2 separate regions of the Mus musculus genome follow, and region 2 is linked to region 1. Evidence: chromatin contacts called from public promoter capture Hi-C data. All regions are on one chromosome and are shown on one strand. Each heading gives the region's core, a stretch centred on a gene start, on an enhancer-like site or on the middle of the called end of the contact. The rest is flanking DNA. Distances are from core to core; before and after follow the strand shown.

Region 1 (4,422 bases), core at 1,038-3,537:
AGACCTTCTGAAGACATCCACATACTAGACCACAAAAGACTCAACAGACCTGAGCCCAAGTCAGGCTAGATGCCAGAGTTCCAAACCTGCCCTGCCACATGCCAGGACTCTAACACAACCTGGCTCTCTGTCTCTGTTCCTGGGTACCAGCAAATTGGAAGGTGTATTTTGACACAGACATCCAATTCTACAACGTGCAAGCTGTCTATCATTCCACATTGAGATCTCTGTACCACAGGCTCCATGGTGACACCATCACCAACCTTGCTGAACCCTGTTAGCTCTGCTCTCTTAAGAGGAACCTGCATCTGAAGACAGCCTCCCCACCTGTTCTCACAGGGACCTCCAGGAAACAAAAAAGGCAAGCCCCCTGTCTCACATCTGTGACTACAGCCAGCCTTTTTCAGCAGTGACAGTCACCTTTTGCTTTGTTTTGTTTTTCGGTTTTTCAAGACAGGGTTTCTCTGTAGCCCTGGCTGTCCTGGAACTCACTTTGTAGACCAGGCTGACCTTGAACTCAGAAATCCGCCTGCCTCTGCCTCCCAAATCCTGGGATTAAAGGCATGCGCTACCACGCCCGGCTACACAGTCACCTTTCAATAAGATGGCCTGATACCTTAAAAAAAAAAAAAAAAAAAAAAAGTTAAAATCATTCTTTGTTGAAGGAGGTGGTGGAAGAAGAGGAGGGAGAGGAGGAAGAGGAGGCAGCAGTGGCTTTTGCTATAAGGACACAGGACAGATGTGCATTCTTTCTAAAGGCTACAGGATGATAGCACATGGGTCCTTGGTAGGTGGGGCTGAGCTCAGAGCTGGCTCACAGTGCTGCTGCTGTGCACTGCCGGCCTTACCATGTGGAAAACAGAGCCTACCTCATGAGCTTGGTGCCAGCGCTAACATAATGTGTGCAGTGCCCAGCTCCAGCCTAGCCTGATCACAGGGCCAACTTGCACCTCACCCCACCAGAAACCTGCTTACCAGCTCTCAGCCTCCTGCAGCGCTGGCCTTTCTGTCTTTCCCAGAGGATTAGCTAAAACCTTTCCATTCTGAAGCCTGCATTATTTATAGTTAAGTTCTGGTCCCAACCTCAATCCAAGACCGTGGGTCTGGTCACAAGATAAAGCCCACCCCTCCTGTTGATAAGGCACAGCTTTCCACTGGGCCTGGCTGGCTCACGAATTGCCACAGGAGGTGTGCAAAGCCCACCTACAGCCCACCCTGGGCAACATGAAAGACCTGAACAGCACTAGGAGACCTGACAAAACCATAAGCATGGGGCCTTTTATTGACAATTCTCCACAGCGTTCCTGTCTACTGCTCTACAGTATAAATACGCAGAGGTGAGCATCTCTCACCAGGACAAAGGAGTACACCTCACCTGCTTGGTCCCCACTGCCAAACCCTCAGTGCTCTACTGCTGTGTGTGTGTGGCCTATCAGCAAGGAGGACCTCAAATGGTTCAGGTGTGGGCACCACACCCATGACTGGGCAGCAGAAACAGTTCCTGAAGATCAGCTCCAAGGGCAGTCCATGACTGCAGAAGGGTCTCAGGCAGAAGCCCCTTGTCTTCTTCATCCTACCCTGTGCTGCGTGCTCTCAGGAACCATGAAATAAATAAATAAATACTCTGAAAAAGCTCCAGGGGAAGGGGCCTGAGCCAGCTCATGGCTTAAGAAGAGGCACAGCACCCTTGGCAGGTCAGAGGGAACATAAAACTGGCCATGTGACTGACCCTATCCTACAATGCTATCTCTACTCCAGGAACAGCCCTGAAATCCGGGCAGTCCTACACGTCCCTGGACCTCAAAGGCTTGCAGTCTCTCTGCTCCACTCACCTGGCCGCATGTTCCATGAGATAAGGGCTAGAGATATGTGGCAGTGGGAGAAAGGTGGGGTGCCCTAGACTCAGAGCAGGATGGAAGAGTGATGTGAGGGTCCTGTAGCCACCCCAGCAGGGCTGAGGACACCAGAGAACCATGGGAGTTAAGATTCTGTAAGCAGAGCTTCCCCATCCTGCCATCCACTTGACACTGAAGGACTTGAGCAGCACCCTCACCTTCCCTCTCCTTGGGACACCTGGGAACGCCAGTCCTGAGGCTATTCAAAAGGCAAAGGCAGGCCATGGAGCTCTAAGTCCCCTCGCAGGCTCTCTGGGGCTGAGAGACTGACAAGTACCCAACAGGGAAGAACCTCTTTTCCAACCTCAAGTCTCTTGGATCCTAAGGTCTAGCCAGCCTGACCTTGACGACCAGAGCCCAGATGAGAGCAGGCTGTGCTCAATTCTGCCCTCTGGTGGACACTCCCTCGCTAGCCCTGAGTTAACAGGGTATAGGATAGAGCAGAACCAAGAGCCGGGACCCCAGGGGCTCCTCTCCCCCTGGGCCTTAGAGCATCACCAGCCCAGCTGGAGGCAGCAGGGGAAGGGCAGGAAGGACCTAGCTGTCAGGCTACGTTTGCCCAGCACAGGCCTCAGAGGCCCAGAGTTGGGACAGTAGGGTCACTGCTGGCCCCAGGACAGTTGGAGCCTGGCTTCTCTTCTCATTTGCTCAGGGTCTGATTGCAGGAGGCGCACACACACACAGTCTCTCTCTGGGCTTCAGGAGCTGGAAAGAAAGAAAAACTCAGTGAGACAGTTCTTTGTACCCTTTAGGCTCAAGGTGCCAAGTACTGAATTAGCCTCCCCAGTCCTGAGACAGACCACCCACGGCCCGGCCCACACCCTCCCTGACCCAGCTCCCTCCCTCAGACACGCTGGGGCACTGTGGCTCTGACGCCAACAGCAGGCCTCTCCCAGGTGTTCTATGCATTGGAAATTCTTCTGGCATCAACAAAATAAAATACCAGAGGAAATTTTCCCTAAACGTTTTAACAGTGGTTAAAAAATCTCTGGGTGGTAAGATTACAGGATCATTTTTCTCTTCCTTTCTTCTTTATAATAACCTCAAAACTTTATAGTTAACAAGCATGTGCTACTTGTAAGATTGGCAAAAAGCCTTGCCCCACACTGCAGCACATCACAGGGCAGGAAGTAAGATATCACCGCAGTTGTCAAGAGCACAAATACACATCCACGCTCCTGTATGTGCACGCTCATGCTTCCTACATGTGCACATCCATGCTCCCTTCTGCCTGTCAGGAACACAGGGGCAGGGGAGGACTTCCTTTTGCTCATCTACAGGTTTCATTTACAACAAACATACACAGCATTTAGGAAAGGAAGAGAAATTCCTTTGATTCTGTTAAAAGTGGACCTGGGGTAATGAAATAAGATTCAACCAGGTGGTCTCCTCTGGGAGGAAAGAGGAGTCTCGGGAGCTGTCTTGCTCTATGCAGGGCAGCCTCAGTCCTTCCCACAGGCCGCCTCTCTGGCCTCCTCGCTCACCTGTGGCTCCCATAGAGGACCTGGGCACCTTGAAGGAGCAACACCGCGAGCAGAAGCTGTTCCCACAGTTGCTGCAGCTCCGCTGTAGACGGGAACAACAGTGTCAGATGGAGCCCACCCTCAGGCACCTGACACCCCAGTGCTCCCTCCAATTTTATACAACAGAAGAGGGGCCTCAGTGGGTGGGATGAGACAGGACAAAACAGCCAACAGAAGGCTGATAAGGGTGTGGGCCTTAGCAAACAGAGGGCACTGGTCCTATGACTCGAATGAGGGCTTAGACTCCATTGCTGACTCTCCTCAAGTCGTGCATCAGCCCCAGTCACAGCACACTGCCCCGGCAAACAGCAGCAGACTCACCCTCTTCTTCAGCACGGAGAACGTAGCGGCACAGCCTGCACAATTCCCTGAGAGACAAAGGCAGCAGCTGAGCTACGATCCAACCCAGGCCGCTCAACCCAAATTGTTCCTGACTCTAACTGGGCCACTCAGGACCCAGCCAGGCACAGCCCAGCATCTTAGCTGGGTGCAGAGAGCAATATGTGTATTTAAAATAAGTAAAGGTGCCAGCTCCTCAGAGCAGCTTTCACCAAGCTACACACAGCTTGAGTCCTTGCACGCTCCCAACACCAAGTGCCACACACACTCACAAGCTTGGCAGATTATCAAAGAACAACCAGAGAATCTCCCCCCTGAAATCTAGCCAAGCCAACATGGACCTGAACCCCAGCATCCTCAATGAAGCCTACTAGATGTGACCTTTTCATAATGTCTCCTTCCAAACATCTGTCCACAGTGAGGGACAGATACGCCTCCAAGAAACACAAACTCCTTTCTGTCATCAGAAGATCCCAAGAGAAAGCTTGAAACAGGGCACCTTCCAACATGACATGAAGGGCAGGGTCTCAAGCACTGGTGGCAAGCAGCAACACAAGCCTTCCAAAGCCACAAGTACAGGGGGACAGAGGAGCTTCAGACTGTGCCAGAGCCGCTCGGGTGACGACTGGCAGTTGGGGCGGATGGAGGAGAGATGAGAGATGGGT
Region 2 (4,422 bases), core at 1,334-3,833, 100 kb before region 1:
TCTGGAAGAACAGTCGTTGCTCTTAACTGCTGAGCCATCTCTCCAGCCCGAGTCCTGAGTTTTCAACGGGCACAGAGTCACTTGAAGAGGTGAAGGCTGGATCTTGATGGAGGATGGGATTCTAAAACAATCACGGTCTTTCTTTTGTGTGTCTAAAAGCTGGGGTGTCCATCTATCACAGAAGCAGTCAACAGCACACTCCTGGGGCTAATGTGCTCTTACTCCACACTATTTAGAGCAACCCCAAAATCATGCCGCAAGGTCCTCGGCAGCTTCCAGACACAGGAGAAACTGGCTCTGCTGCAGCCGTGGGGTGTGCGTAGGCTCCCACTCTAAAAAACGCTTTTGTGGATCATAGCTTTAGTTTAGTATTTATCATTAGTGGCGGCGGGGAGGGGGCAGGCACTCATGCACGCAGTAGTCAGAGCACAACTCTTGTGGAGTCGGCTCTCTCTTCCACCTTTATGTGGGTCCCGGGGATTGAACTTAGGTCACTGGGCTTGCATGGCAAGTGCCTCTAACTGCCGAGCCATCTCACTGGCCTGTTTGGTAGATTCTCTTGAAATAATAAAAACTGTTAGGTGTGCCCCAGTAGTTACAGGTACTTCTTGTTTTATACTGGGGTCCCATGCCAAGGTAAGTTAAGAGATTTCAAGTTGGAAAGGCATTGAGTTGCTCAGCAAATCAAAGACATGTCCTCAGTTAGCAGCATGGCATACTGCAGTGTCAGCTGTTCCCTTTGTGACTACTACCGCTGCCCAATGTCCCAAAGGGGGACCATAATGTATATTACTGGACCAGGAAGAAATCACATTCAAGGTCCTAGGTTCAATTTCTAATTGAATATCTCTTGGGTTTCACATCTAAAAGTTACAAATGCCATCACCAATTGGGGGGCAGTCTGTAATATCCCTGACTATGGATCGCAGAAGAATGAAAAATTAGACACACAGAGATCTCTGCACTGTTATTCATAGTAGTAGTAGTATGTATGTGAGACAAAAATCAAAAACAGTGTCCGGGGTTGGTGGGCATGCCTTTAATCCCAGCACTCAGAAGGCAGAGGCAGGTGGATCTGAGTCCTAGGCCAGCCTGGTTTACAGATCAAGTTCCAGACCAGCCAGGGCTACACAGAGGAGCCCTGTGTCAAAAGACAAAACAGAAACAGAAACAATGCAGGCATCCTTTGGTTGCTGGTTACTGGCTCGTGGTTCAGCTTGCTGTGGTACACTAATGCAGCTCAGCTGTAAGAGCTGTTTGCTGAGTAAAGGGGTCTTATCTCCAAAGTCACCTTCCCAAAATGTCGAGGTCGTAGTAAGCTCCCGATAAAGAGATGCTGCCGGGTGGATGCCCATCTCTGCATCTCTGCAGTGATGGGTGTCTCACTGGCAGTGGCTATATGAATCTAAGGTGCCATCATGCCAGAACTGTCCACACACCTGTTCCCGTGGCAAAGCCCTGATTTCCATGTGATACAATCATAAAGCAAGCCATAGCCACGGGGGCAACTCTATACAAACCCCCTCTGGCCAATCTTAACTACCTGCTGTGTCTCCAGCTATTTCAAAATAAACCATTTTTTTAAAAGCCTGGAGGTTAGAGGAAGATGTGAAAATTCCACAGGGAAGCTACAGGGATTACAATTAATGGGCCAAAGACGGAGGGGTACTGGGGAAGGGGTGAGCCAAGAGTTAAAGCATTTGAGTCAAAGATTCCCAGGTGCTAACCAGATGCTTTCCCATGTGTTAGCACCTTGTGAAGTGATATGATCTTAATATAAAAAGATTAGACAACATGTTCTCTAATCGATACGTATATACCAGCATTAACGTTAGGCACGCATCGTATGTGCACAGAAAGGAAATGCAGAGAGCATAAGCAATTGCTTCGGTCTGTGTGGCTAGATCACTACAGGGACTGGCACCTGTTCTGGGCACAGTGGAGGGCACTCAGTTCTCCTGAGTACCCCTGTTGGTCATTATCTCCATCTTGCAAATGAGGAAAACATGGATCCTAATGTTAGAGGAAGACTGACCAGGAGCTGGTGATTCTCAAATGACAGAGCTGGGATTCAAACCCTAGCCTGCCTGAATTTGTATTTTCTACCATATGTTCTAGTATATGTGTGTGCATTCTGGTTTTTATTGAGAACACATAATATTTATGTAGTCTGGGAAAGAAGCAATAAATATTTAGGGGACCCAGGGCCTGGTTATATGAGCATGTCCCTGGGCTATCGCGCTTGGATGGGTTAGCCTGAGCCTGGGGCATCTGTCACTCCTAAGGCAGCCATTTGCTGTGCTGGCCCTAAAGGTACAAGCTGATTTTTAGACATGGAGTCCTCCCTCTTGCAAACTAGCAGTAGCTGACACCTACGGAGTGTTTCGCATGTGCAGGGCTTTGCCTAAATTTTTCATCAACTCTCTTGGGAATTTGACGAATTATGAGCCATAGTCCGTTACTTTACAGAGCAGAAATCTGAGGTTAATGCTAAATGCACTGACCCAGTTCACAGCTGCTGAGGATAGGAAAAGGCTGGCTTTGGACTCCTCCTTAGACACTGAGTTGTGAGCTCTGTGGCTCCGCCTCCTGTGTCTTCTCCGCCCCTTTCTTCCCGACATGTATATCTCCTCAGCCTTTGGGTATCCCAGAAGGCCATTCAAGCATCAAGGTGGCTGTTGTCTCAAGGTGGGATGTTTATCAAGCTAGATGTCAGCCCTGCTCCACTGGACAGAAAAAGAAATCGAGGCTCCCAGAGTAAACCAGCAGAGAGACAGGGCCTGAGCTGAGACTGTCTGACCTCACATCCTATAGACAGTCTTTGGTATTTTGAGATGTGTATTAGAGACCTCCCTGGGTCCTTTCTCTGTCTAGAATCTGTCATCACCATTGGAGCCTGCTTCCTTGACTGGACAGCTCACAGGATCATTTGGTGAGATCCAGGGTGCTCAGGAGTCATCTACCACCCAGGCTACATAAACTACATCTGACTAGGGGCCCCTCCTGATGCCAGCCCTCATGACTGTGCAAAGAAGGGATTTGCTGTTGGTTTAAACCAAACTGCCGCAAGGGTCCCACACCCTACCCCTACCAGGCTCCTCCTTTGTAGGGCTCCATTCCCAGCAGGACCCTAAAAGGAGGCCTACTCTTTGGAACAGACCCTTGTTAGTTGCCTAAGATGGGTCTCAGGCATTAGAGCAGCCTCCGGGATCATTACAGAAGCCTGAACAGTGAGTGAGACAGGCCAGCTCCATCCCTGCCTTTCAGGGCCCCTTAGGATTCCAACAGGTTCTTTATGGGCCAAGCATAGAGTTGTCCTTGCTGAATGATGGGAAAGGCAGCAGTAGGGCAGAGCAGGCAGGGAGAGAGACGGTGGGGGAACCAGGTAGTGGTAGTGGTAGAGGAAAAGGAACAAGAGAAGAGAATAGGGCAGAAGCAGAAAGAAAGAGAGGCAGAGACATGGGGAAGAGAGGCCGGAAGAAACGCTCCAGTCTGCTGGGTAAACCCTGGAAATCTCATGTAAGGCTGTCATGCAAAGCTAACTCCGATGCACCCGGTGCTGACTTGGAGTTTGAGAGTGTGGGAGTTTTGTGAGTCAAATCAGCCCTGCTCTGGACAGCTTTGCCAAGGAGAAGACTGGATGGGGGAGGGGGTGGCTAGCAAGATGGTAGGAACTAAGAAGGCAGGGGCAGGGCTGAGAGCGTCCCAGAGGCCAGGCTAGCTTGAGCCCAGGCCCAGTGGTGGGAATATTCAGTTGGGGCGATAGGAGCAGAGTCTGGAAAGTGGGAGCTGGGCCAAGCTCCCTCCCTGGGGTCTCCAGGGGAGGCTTGGAAAGGCTGTGGTAGACAGTGGGTGTCCTGTCATATCCAGGAACGCCAAGGCAGCACTGTGGTGAGAGTCACTGTGCAGGGGCAGCATCCCCCACAACACTCGTTCTCAGAGGCCTCTTAAAATTTTTCTCTTGATTGTGAGAACAATGTGTATTGATTATAGGGAAATGAGACAATACAACAAATCATAAAAAGAAGTAAAAATCACCCACAACCTCATCACAGTGCTTAGAATATTAAGTAAAAAACACAAACATCTCCTTCACCCCAGCCCCATTTGATCCGTTCATTCCGTTCGTGTGCACTGAACACCTACTAGGTGCCCAGCAGGAACTACATCGAGACCCTTGCCTTGAAAATCCCTGTATGCTAGTGAGAGATGAAAAGCACGGAATACATGGTGAACAGAATAAGTAGGTGAAATAGACCATGTTAAGATTGCATTAAGTGCTACAAAGAAAGAAAATGCCAAGCAGAAAAGGAAGTTAGGAGCAGGCGGGAGAAGGGACAACAGCAATTTTCAAATATGAGGCCACGCTTCAAATAAGCCATTCTCCCATGCAATGCACACAGGGGCACGTATATAAATATA

The links. Promoter capture Hi-C pulls out the DNA fragments that hold promoters and counts their contacts.
Region 2: a contact with region 1 is called in a promoter capture Hi-C map of epiblast stem cells, with 2.6 times the contacts expected there. The contact joins two enhancer-like sites. A contact is called at or near these places in 13 of 39 promoter capture datasets (the C10 cell line, HPC-7-derived erythroid cells, embryonic stem cells and 6 more), 4 of 484 Hi-C or Micro-C datasets (embryonic fibroblasts, embryonic stem cells and myeloid progenitors), 7 of 115 datasets of contacts at active chromatin or transcription factors (acute myeloid leukemia and embryonic stem cells) and 2 of 9 other capture datasets (liver and pancreatic islet).

Annotation. Positions count from the first base shown.
Region 1 is chr19:42,188,561-42,192,982 of GRCm38.p6, reverse strand. It overlaps Zfyve27 (zinc finger, FYVE domain containing 27), which reads right to left. Exons shown (of 13, transcript NM_177319.3): 11 at 3,740-3,786; 12 at 3,380-3,461; 13 at 1-2,600. The coding sequence ends at 2,536. Among named protein-coding and RNA genes, the nearest start is that of Sfrp5, 11 kb to the left of the region's middle. Within about 2 kb of position 2,287, at least 43 of the 459 cell types and tissues checked have an H3K27ac peak or open chromatin away from gene starts, as enhancers often do. A contact at or near this core is called in epiblast stem cells, where this site is marked.
Region 2 is chr19:42,292,607-42,297,028 of GRCm38.p6, reverse strand. The region is part of intron 11 of Crtac1 (cartilage acidic protein 1); the gene reads left to right. All of the region lies in intron 1 of Gm34347 (a long non-coding RNA gene), which reads right to left. Among named protein-coding and RNA genes, the nearest start is that of Mir3085, 15 kb to the right of the region's middle. Within about 2 kb of position 2,583, at least 14 of the 459 cell types and tissues checked have an H3K27ac peak or open chromatin away from gene starts, as enhancers often do. A contact at or near this core is called in epiblast stem cells, where this site is marked.